2 separate regions of the Canis lupus genome follow, and region 1 is linked to region 2. Evidence: chromatin contacts called from public Hi-C data. All regions are on one chromosome and are shown on one strand. The core of a region is the stretch at or near the end of the contact, and the rest is flanking DNA. Distances in the headings are between cores, read along the strand shown.

Region 1 (3,633 bases), core at 268-2,767, 93 kb after region 2:
ACCAGAAGAATCCTCACAAACCAGCTCCTCTTCTCCCTTCTCCCTAAATTCCAGAACTCAAGGGACGTGGAGAGGAAGCATTACTGGCCAGGAGTGGTATTGTATCCGTTTCCTGGGGCTGCCAGAACCTACCACAGAGAGGGGTGTGGGGTTGAGGAGGGTGCTAAACAGCAGGAACATATTGTGTCATGGCCCCAGGGGCCAGAAGTCTGAGATGAAGATGTGAGCAGGGCTGGTTCTTATGGACATTGTGAGGGACAGCGTCTCAGCCTCTCCCCCAGCCTCTGGTGGTCTGTGGGCCATCACTGCTGCTCCTTGGTCTGTAGGTGGTGTTCTCCCTGTGTCTTCACAATGTCTTCCCTTTGTCCGTGTCTCTTTCTCTTCACAGGGCCTTCATGAGTGTGTGTGTGTGTGTGTGTGTGTGTGTGTGTGTGTGTGAGAGAGAGAGAGAGAGAGAGAGAGAAATATATGCTAAAAAAATTTACCATTTCAAGATGCCTGGGTAGCTCAGTGGTTGAGCATCTGCCTTCGGCTTAGGTCATGATCCCAGGGTCCTGAGATCAAGTCCCACGTGGGGCTCCTGGCAGGGAGACTATCTCTCCCTCTGCCTGTGTCCCTGCCTCTCTCTGTGTCTTTCATAAATTAAAAAAAAAAAATCTTAAAAAAAAAAATTTACCATTTCAACCATTTTGAAGCATAGAGTTCAGTGGCATTAGGCACATTCACTATGTTGGGCAACCATCACTATCATCCATCCCAGAACTTTTGCATCTTCCCGAACTGAAACTGTCTGCATTAAACACTAACTCCCCATTCCCCACTCCCCTGGCCCCTGGGAGCCCCACTCTGTGGGCTGTCTCTATGGGTCTGACTGTTCTAGGTGCCTCATAAGTGGAATCATATGTTTGTCCTTTTGTGTCTGGCTGATTGCACTTAGCATGACATCTTTCAAATTCATCCATATCAGGACACCTGGGTGGCTCAGCAATTGAGCAGCTGCCTTGGGCTCAGGTCATGATCCCAGGGTCCTGGAATCAAATGCTGCATTGGACTCCCTGCAGGGAGCCTGCTTTTCCCTCTGCCTATGTCTCTGCCTCTCTGTGTGTGTCTCTCATGAATAAATAAAATCATAAAAAAAAAAGATTCATCCAAATCTGCATGGCATTCTTTTTAGGACAACACAATCATAGTGGATTAGACCACACTCTGCTCTAGTATCATCTTATTTTAACTTGACTGATTAATTGTCCTTATTGCCAATTGCAGTCACATTCTGAGGTACCTCAACATATGACTTGAAGGGGGGTGGGGGGACAATCAACCCATAGTAGGTATGCACTGACCAAGACAGAGATGGGGAATACAGAACAGGCATCTCTGACGGGCAGAGTGGGAGGGGTGGATGAGCAAGGTCTTTGTTTTGTTAACCTCTAACCCTCTATACTCCCTACTGGGGCCAGTTCCCTGGCTCATTTCCCCAGGCTGGCTGACTCACTACACAGGAAGGGATGGGCAGGAACAGCTGGCTGGTGAGCCAGGGACCTCTCACCTCTGGCCAGGCCTAGCAGGGCCTCCTGGGGAGTCCCACACACCAGCCCTCCCCACTCTGGGTCCCACCTGGATGGCGGGTGACCACTTAACCCTCAGAGGGAGGCCAAGGAGGCCCCTTTCTCCCTTGACAATGTCCTTATCCAGGGGCCCAGCTGTCCTAGCCCAGAGGCTTCTGCTGCAAGTCACATGCATCCACACATATTAAGCACTCCCTTCCTTTTCAACAAATATGTATTAAAACTCACTGAAGGTCTGGTATAGGCCCTAGAGATAGAATGGCAAATAAAAGGAACAGCTATTTTCCCTGTGAAGTTTACATTCAAGTGGAAGGAGACAAAGACAACAAATCAACCGTAGACTGAGGCAGGTGGTGAGGAGGGTTATGGAGGTAACAAAGCAGGGGAGGAGGGAACAGGTGGGCTGGGCTGGGCTGAGTCATTTGTAAAGTTGAGAAGCCATCCACTAGCAGAGATCCAAAAGAAGGAGGGATCCTGGGCATGAGATCCAGGCCCAGGCCTAGGGAAGAGCAAGTGCCCTTCCAGGCCCCAGGAGGAGTGCACCTGTTGACTCTTGAAACAGCCCAGAGTCTGGGGAGTGGGGACCTAGGGTGTTGGGAGAAGTACTCCATAGTCTGTGGGCCTTCAGGAATTGGGTTTTACCCTGAGGATGTAGGGATGAAAAAGCAATAAGAACAAACTGTCCCATGCCTTCAGGGAACTTCCAGTCTAGGTTTGGAAGTGGAGCATTCCCCAGACTTGAAGCTTGCCTTGAGAGGCTGGAATGCGGTCTGCCCAGTGGGTGCGGGGGGGTGGGGGTGGAGTATGGGAAACACCGCAGGTCTCAATTTAGAAGCCTGGTTTTCTGTGTCATTGTTGGTTTAAGACTCTGTTCAGAAGGGGGTTGTTTGTTCATTTTAAATTTAAATTGGGAGGGAAAGTGCAGTAATCTCTGGGTTAACCACTTTGGCCTCTCCAGCCACAGCTAACCCTATGCCATGCAAGGCAGGACACAGCATGTGTGTCTGTGTGTGCGTGCATGCACACGCACGCATGCACGGGGGCAGCGTACAACACCCTCCCCAGCCAGCCCCTTGGGCCAAAAAGGAGATGGTATCTTCCTCTCATCATCTTCCCTTGTCCCCTCCAGCTTTAGTTTCCTGGGACTCTTCCTTTCTGCTGGAGGGAGAGACAGGGCAGGTACATGAGATGGAGGAAGGAGCTGGGGAGACACTTTGGGGCGTGTGTGTGCCAAAAACAGATGTGTACAAGCAAACAAGGTGATTGGGAGAGAGGAGTGTGGGCAGAGTCCTGGCAATGCTGTATGACCAGAGCACATTCCTGCGACGCCACAAATTTGGGAAAACAACTCGCAGATCTGGACAAGTTCACTTGGAGGGGGGAGCTGTGGCATGGCCCAGGGCCAGAGCTAAAAATAAGGAAGTATTTCCATGCTGAGTAAAAGCATTAGCATCTGTGGGTTCGTGTGGCATGGAGAGGAGTTTTGTCTGCCACCAGGCACTGTGAGGCCAGAGAAGAGGGGAGGGCTGGGCCCAGGGGGTGGGGGGGCTGCAACAGTGAGCAGGACAGTGCTTCCCCTAAGGAGAAAGAGAGTGCTCCCACTGAGAAGATTCTGGAGGCTGGCCCTAGGTCAGCACCCTGTACTCCCCAGTAGCCAGAGGGAGTGCAACAGTTAAGGAACCCAGAAGGTGTGGCCTGGAGCAGGAGAGAAGGGAGGCAGAATTTCTTGGACTTTACTATGTGTGGGATATTTTCTGTAGGGTTCCACAGTGATCCCAAAATGTAGGTGAGGGGGTGAGCTCACACAGGCTGACTCCTGGGTCATCAAGAGGGATCCCCAAAGTCCCCATCCCTCAGAGAAGCCACGCCGCATGCAAGTGAAATGGGAACCCACCAGGGTCCCATCATGCCCTCAACCCACCTTTCATGCAGGAAGCAGGGAACCTCAACTTTGGAAAAAGTGGGAGAGCAGTGGTGGGCACCACTCCCCTGGAGTACCCAGGGAAAGATCCTTGTTATAAATATTTATGTTAATAGTATAATTTTTTATATGTTTTTTTTTTTT
Region 2 (3,620 bases), core at 1,050-3,549:
TTCTGCTCCTCTCCCACCTCAAAGCAGAACCAGAACTGTTGTGCCCAACCCTCAACTCATCCCTTTGGCTCAAACCAAATCTTCTTGGTCCCCTTTGCCCCTCTACCCTCTCTCCCTGGCCTGGAGCAAAGCTCCCTTGCCTCCAGACAATTCCTCCACTCCCCCTCCTCCTTCAGGAAGCTTTCCTTCTTTGCAAGGATGCATGTTGAGAATAACCATCCCTCCACAGATAGCTCTCCTCACAGAAGAGGTGGGCAGTTAGCATGGCTGAGGGGCAGGGGCGGGGGCTCTGTGGGGTGAGTTTGACCAGCCCCAGGCCCCAGTGGCGGAGGAGGGAACGCACCTTGCAGGAGAGGAATCTGGATATCCTGGCCATCCATGGAGACTCCTCCCCCATGCTTCAGCTTCACAAGGCTGTTGTGATGTCCAGGCAGGCGGACGGTGACCGAGCGGGTGCAGACAGCATCCAGGTCATCGGCACACTGCCAAGAGGGGCGCCCAGGGTGATGTTACCACAAACCCCCTGCCCAGCGCCCCAGCCTGGGACCCACTTACTCAGAGAAAGAACACAAGCCCAGACAGCCCGAGGCCTCATTAGGAGAAACAATTCTATTCTCCCAGAATGGTCTCAGTGAGTAGGCCCCCCTGGAGGCATCCCACGACAAAGCCCTAAGCCCCACATCCCCAAGCCCTGCAGCTCCCCACACCCTTTCCCTAGCCAGGCCTGGTCTTTATTCTAGGCCTCTGGCTATCTTCCTGTTGCTTGGGCCAGTGGTTCCAAAGCAACACTAGGACTTCAATCCTCAAGGGGAGCCGTGTGCACCCTAGATTTCTCCCTCCTCGCTCCAGTCTCTGGAGGAGCGAGGTCTAGCACATAGCACAGCAGCTCATAAAGGAGCTAGGACCACCTTGCCCCCACCCCATCCCCACCTCCTGACTGGTGGCAGTCAAGCTCACCTGGACAGTCTCTATGACAACAGAGAAGGTGTGGTCCTGGCAGTCCTGGGCCAGCAGGTAGTGGCAGACCCCACTGAAGGTGAAGTACCTGTTGTCGAAGCTCTTGAAGTGGGACTGTCCTGTGACCAGACACTCGCCTGGAGGGACACAGAGGAAGGCGGTAAGCACAGGAGGAGGGGAAGGGCTCCCCTTGGGGTGGCAAAGGAGGGATGCATGGGCACACCGGGCACCTCCTGTGGAACGCCACAGGCATCCTTCCCCACACCAGTCTGAAAACAAGTTCGACGGGGGGACTCTAACTCAGGTCCCAGACCTCACACCACAAGAGCCCAGAGGTGGATCTTCAGCTCAATGCCTCACTTACCAAAAGGACAACCAAGAGAAGTGACAGCCACACACACAAGCCGCAGCTTGAGCTCCCAGTTCAGGGTGGCTCCCAGTCCTTCCCCACCGCCACCCCACAGGTTCTGGCTCTTGGGGGGAGGCCTTTCTCTGCACTGCTGTTGTGGGGGGCTCTGGGGCATGGCCTGACCCAGGAGAGGCCTCTGAGGCAAGCAGGCAGAAAGGCCAGCCCAGATGGAGAACTGGGGGGGGGGGGGGGTGAGACAGGCATTCTCCAGGCTCAGCAGGGCAGGGGCCAGGGCGCCATCCTCGCCCCGCAGCCGAGGGGTGGCTCTAAGGCCTTCTCATGGGCAAGTCAATGTTGTGACTTCAGTTGGGGCCAATGGGGGGCCAGGAGGCCATCTGCCCATGATCTCACCACCACCCAAGCCAGTTCCCTAGCTCAGGCTGACACATCTGTGGGTGGGTACGAGGACTCCCCTTCATCATTCCCCATTGCAGAGCCCTCAGCTCACCCTCCACCTGACCCTGTTCCGTCCTCCCCCAGACCACAACCCAGCCGTGCGGCTGGCCCTGTGCACTTCCAACCAGTGACCACACATCCTGGAGAGTGTCCATGTGGGGTGGGGTGGGGGACCTCTGCCAAGGTCTCCAGGGATCCCCTATAGGCCCCACCCCAGCTCAGGGCAATCCCATCTCCAGAGACTACAATAGGCCCATTGAAGCTGAAGCGGGCATCTGGATCCCTTCCCAAACTCCTTCTATGTATTTCCTCCCATCTGGGCCTTCTACATTTTAGAAAAATAAATATAGACACACACCATGGCCATTCTGTAAAAGTAGGGGGCCCTCCTTCCCACCCAGTCACCCTTGACCTCCAAACTGCAGACACCTGTTCTCCACAGCACTAATCCCGTCTAAACCTCAAGTTCCGCCTGAGAGGGTATTATAGCCAGTGCCACCTGGGCCCACCCCCCAGGGCTGATGCTGGCTCCGTCACATGATCAGGGGGTTCTCAGAGGCAGCAGAGAGATTCCAGCCGCTCATCTATCAAAGATAAGCTCCACAGGCCCCCTCCACCTGCCGCCTTAGGCCCACACTAGCACTGAAGGGCACGGCAGGCATAGCTTTGCATCCAGGTGTGGTCCTGCCTTCGGTGTGTGCTGGAAGGCAGGGCCAGGGAGAGGAGCCTCAGCGTACTATGAGTGTCCTCTGACTGTCCCCCCAGGGCAGCTGACCTCTTCCTGGGACAGGAAGCTACACTCAGCCCAGAAGAAATTAGGAGAAATTAGGGAGGCCCCAGATCATTGTCAGCATCACCCTCTGTGATAATAAAAAATATAGTCTTTATTCCTGGTTCCTGACACAGAGCTCCTAAAACCCTTGGAATATCCTGGGTGATAGGAGCATCTTTTGCTCTAATGAAACCACTCTTGGTGGGCCCCTGGGTAGTAGCTTCAGGGGGGCTTGCTCACCAGAAAGACCCAGGCAAGATGAGAGTTGGAACTTTCAGCACCCCGCGCCCCTCCCCCCAGCCTCCAGGGACAGGAGAGAGGCTGAGGATTGATGATCCATCATGCCTGTGTAATAAAACCTCCATTAAAACCCCTAAAGAAGAGGACTTGGCAAGCTTCTGGGTTCGTCAATGTATCCACAAGCAGGAGGGTGGCCACACCCCAGTTCCACAGGGACAGAAGCTCCTGTGCTCAGGACACTTCTGGTCTTTGCCCCATGCATCTCTTCATCTGGCTTTTGATTTGTATCCCTTATAATATCCTTCATAGCAAACCAGTAATAATAAGTAAAATGCCTGAGTTTTGTGAGCCACTCTCACAAATTACTGACCCTGAATCAGGCATTGTGGGAACCCCCAACTGGTAGCCAAGCCAGACAGATGGGGGCACCCTGAGAACCCTGTACTTATGATCAGCATCTGAAGTCAGGCTGTCTGAGGGGATCGAGCCCTTAACCTGCTGGGTCTGCACTGATTCCTGGTCGTTAGTGTCAGAATTGAACCATAGGACACCCAGTTGGTTTCCAGAAAGTCGAAGATTTGGTTAGCTTGGGGAAAAATCACACACATTTGGTGTCAGAAGTGTTGAAGTAGGAACAGCTTGTGTCTTCCCACTGTGTTGCCCCCAAAGGGGAGCAAGAGTGAGGAGTCACCATCCATGGAAGGCAGAGTAGCACAGGCAGGAAGGTGGGGGCAAGGGTCATCCCAGCTGATTGTAAATGTGCTGAAATTCCAAATCCATGGGGTCACAGGAAAGCCTTTCTAAAACAGCGACTTCTCAGAACCCACCATCATCCTGCAAACAGAG

Evidence for each region. A called contact is a pair of places that touch in the nucleus more often than the background predicts.
Region 1: a contact with region 2 is called in a Hi-C map of skin fibroblasts, with 2.6 times the contacts expected there. The contact joins two enhancer-like sites. A contact is called at or near these places in 3 of 9 Hi-C or Micro-C datasets (amygdala, blood and skin fibroblasts).

The regions. Positions count from the first base shown.
Region 1 is chr27:7,304,109-7,307,741 of UU_Cfam_GSD_1.0, forward strand. All of the region lies in intron 1 of LOC119866432 (a long non-coding RNA gene), which reads right to left. Among named protein-coding and RNA genes, the nearest start is that of CD9, 12 kb to the right of the region's middle. Within about 2 kb of position 1,518, at least 8 of the 20 cell types and tissues checked have an H3K27ac peak or open chromatin away from gene starts, as enhancers often do.
Region 2 is chr27:7,209,997-7,213,616 of UU_Cfam_GSD_1.0, forward strand. VWF (von Willebrand factor) reads right to left here. Exons shown (of 52, transcript NM_001002932.1): 11 at 958-1,094; 12 at 344-482. Among named protein-coding and RNA genes, the nearest start is that of VWF, 46 kb to the right of the region's middle. Within about 2 kb of position 2,300, at least 5 of the 20 cell types and tissues checked have an H3K27ac peak or open chromatin away from gene starts, as enhancers often do.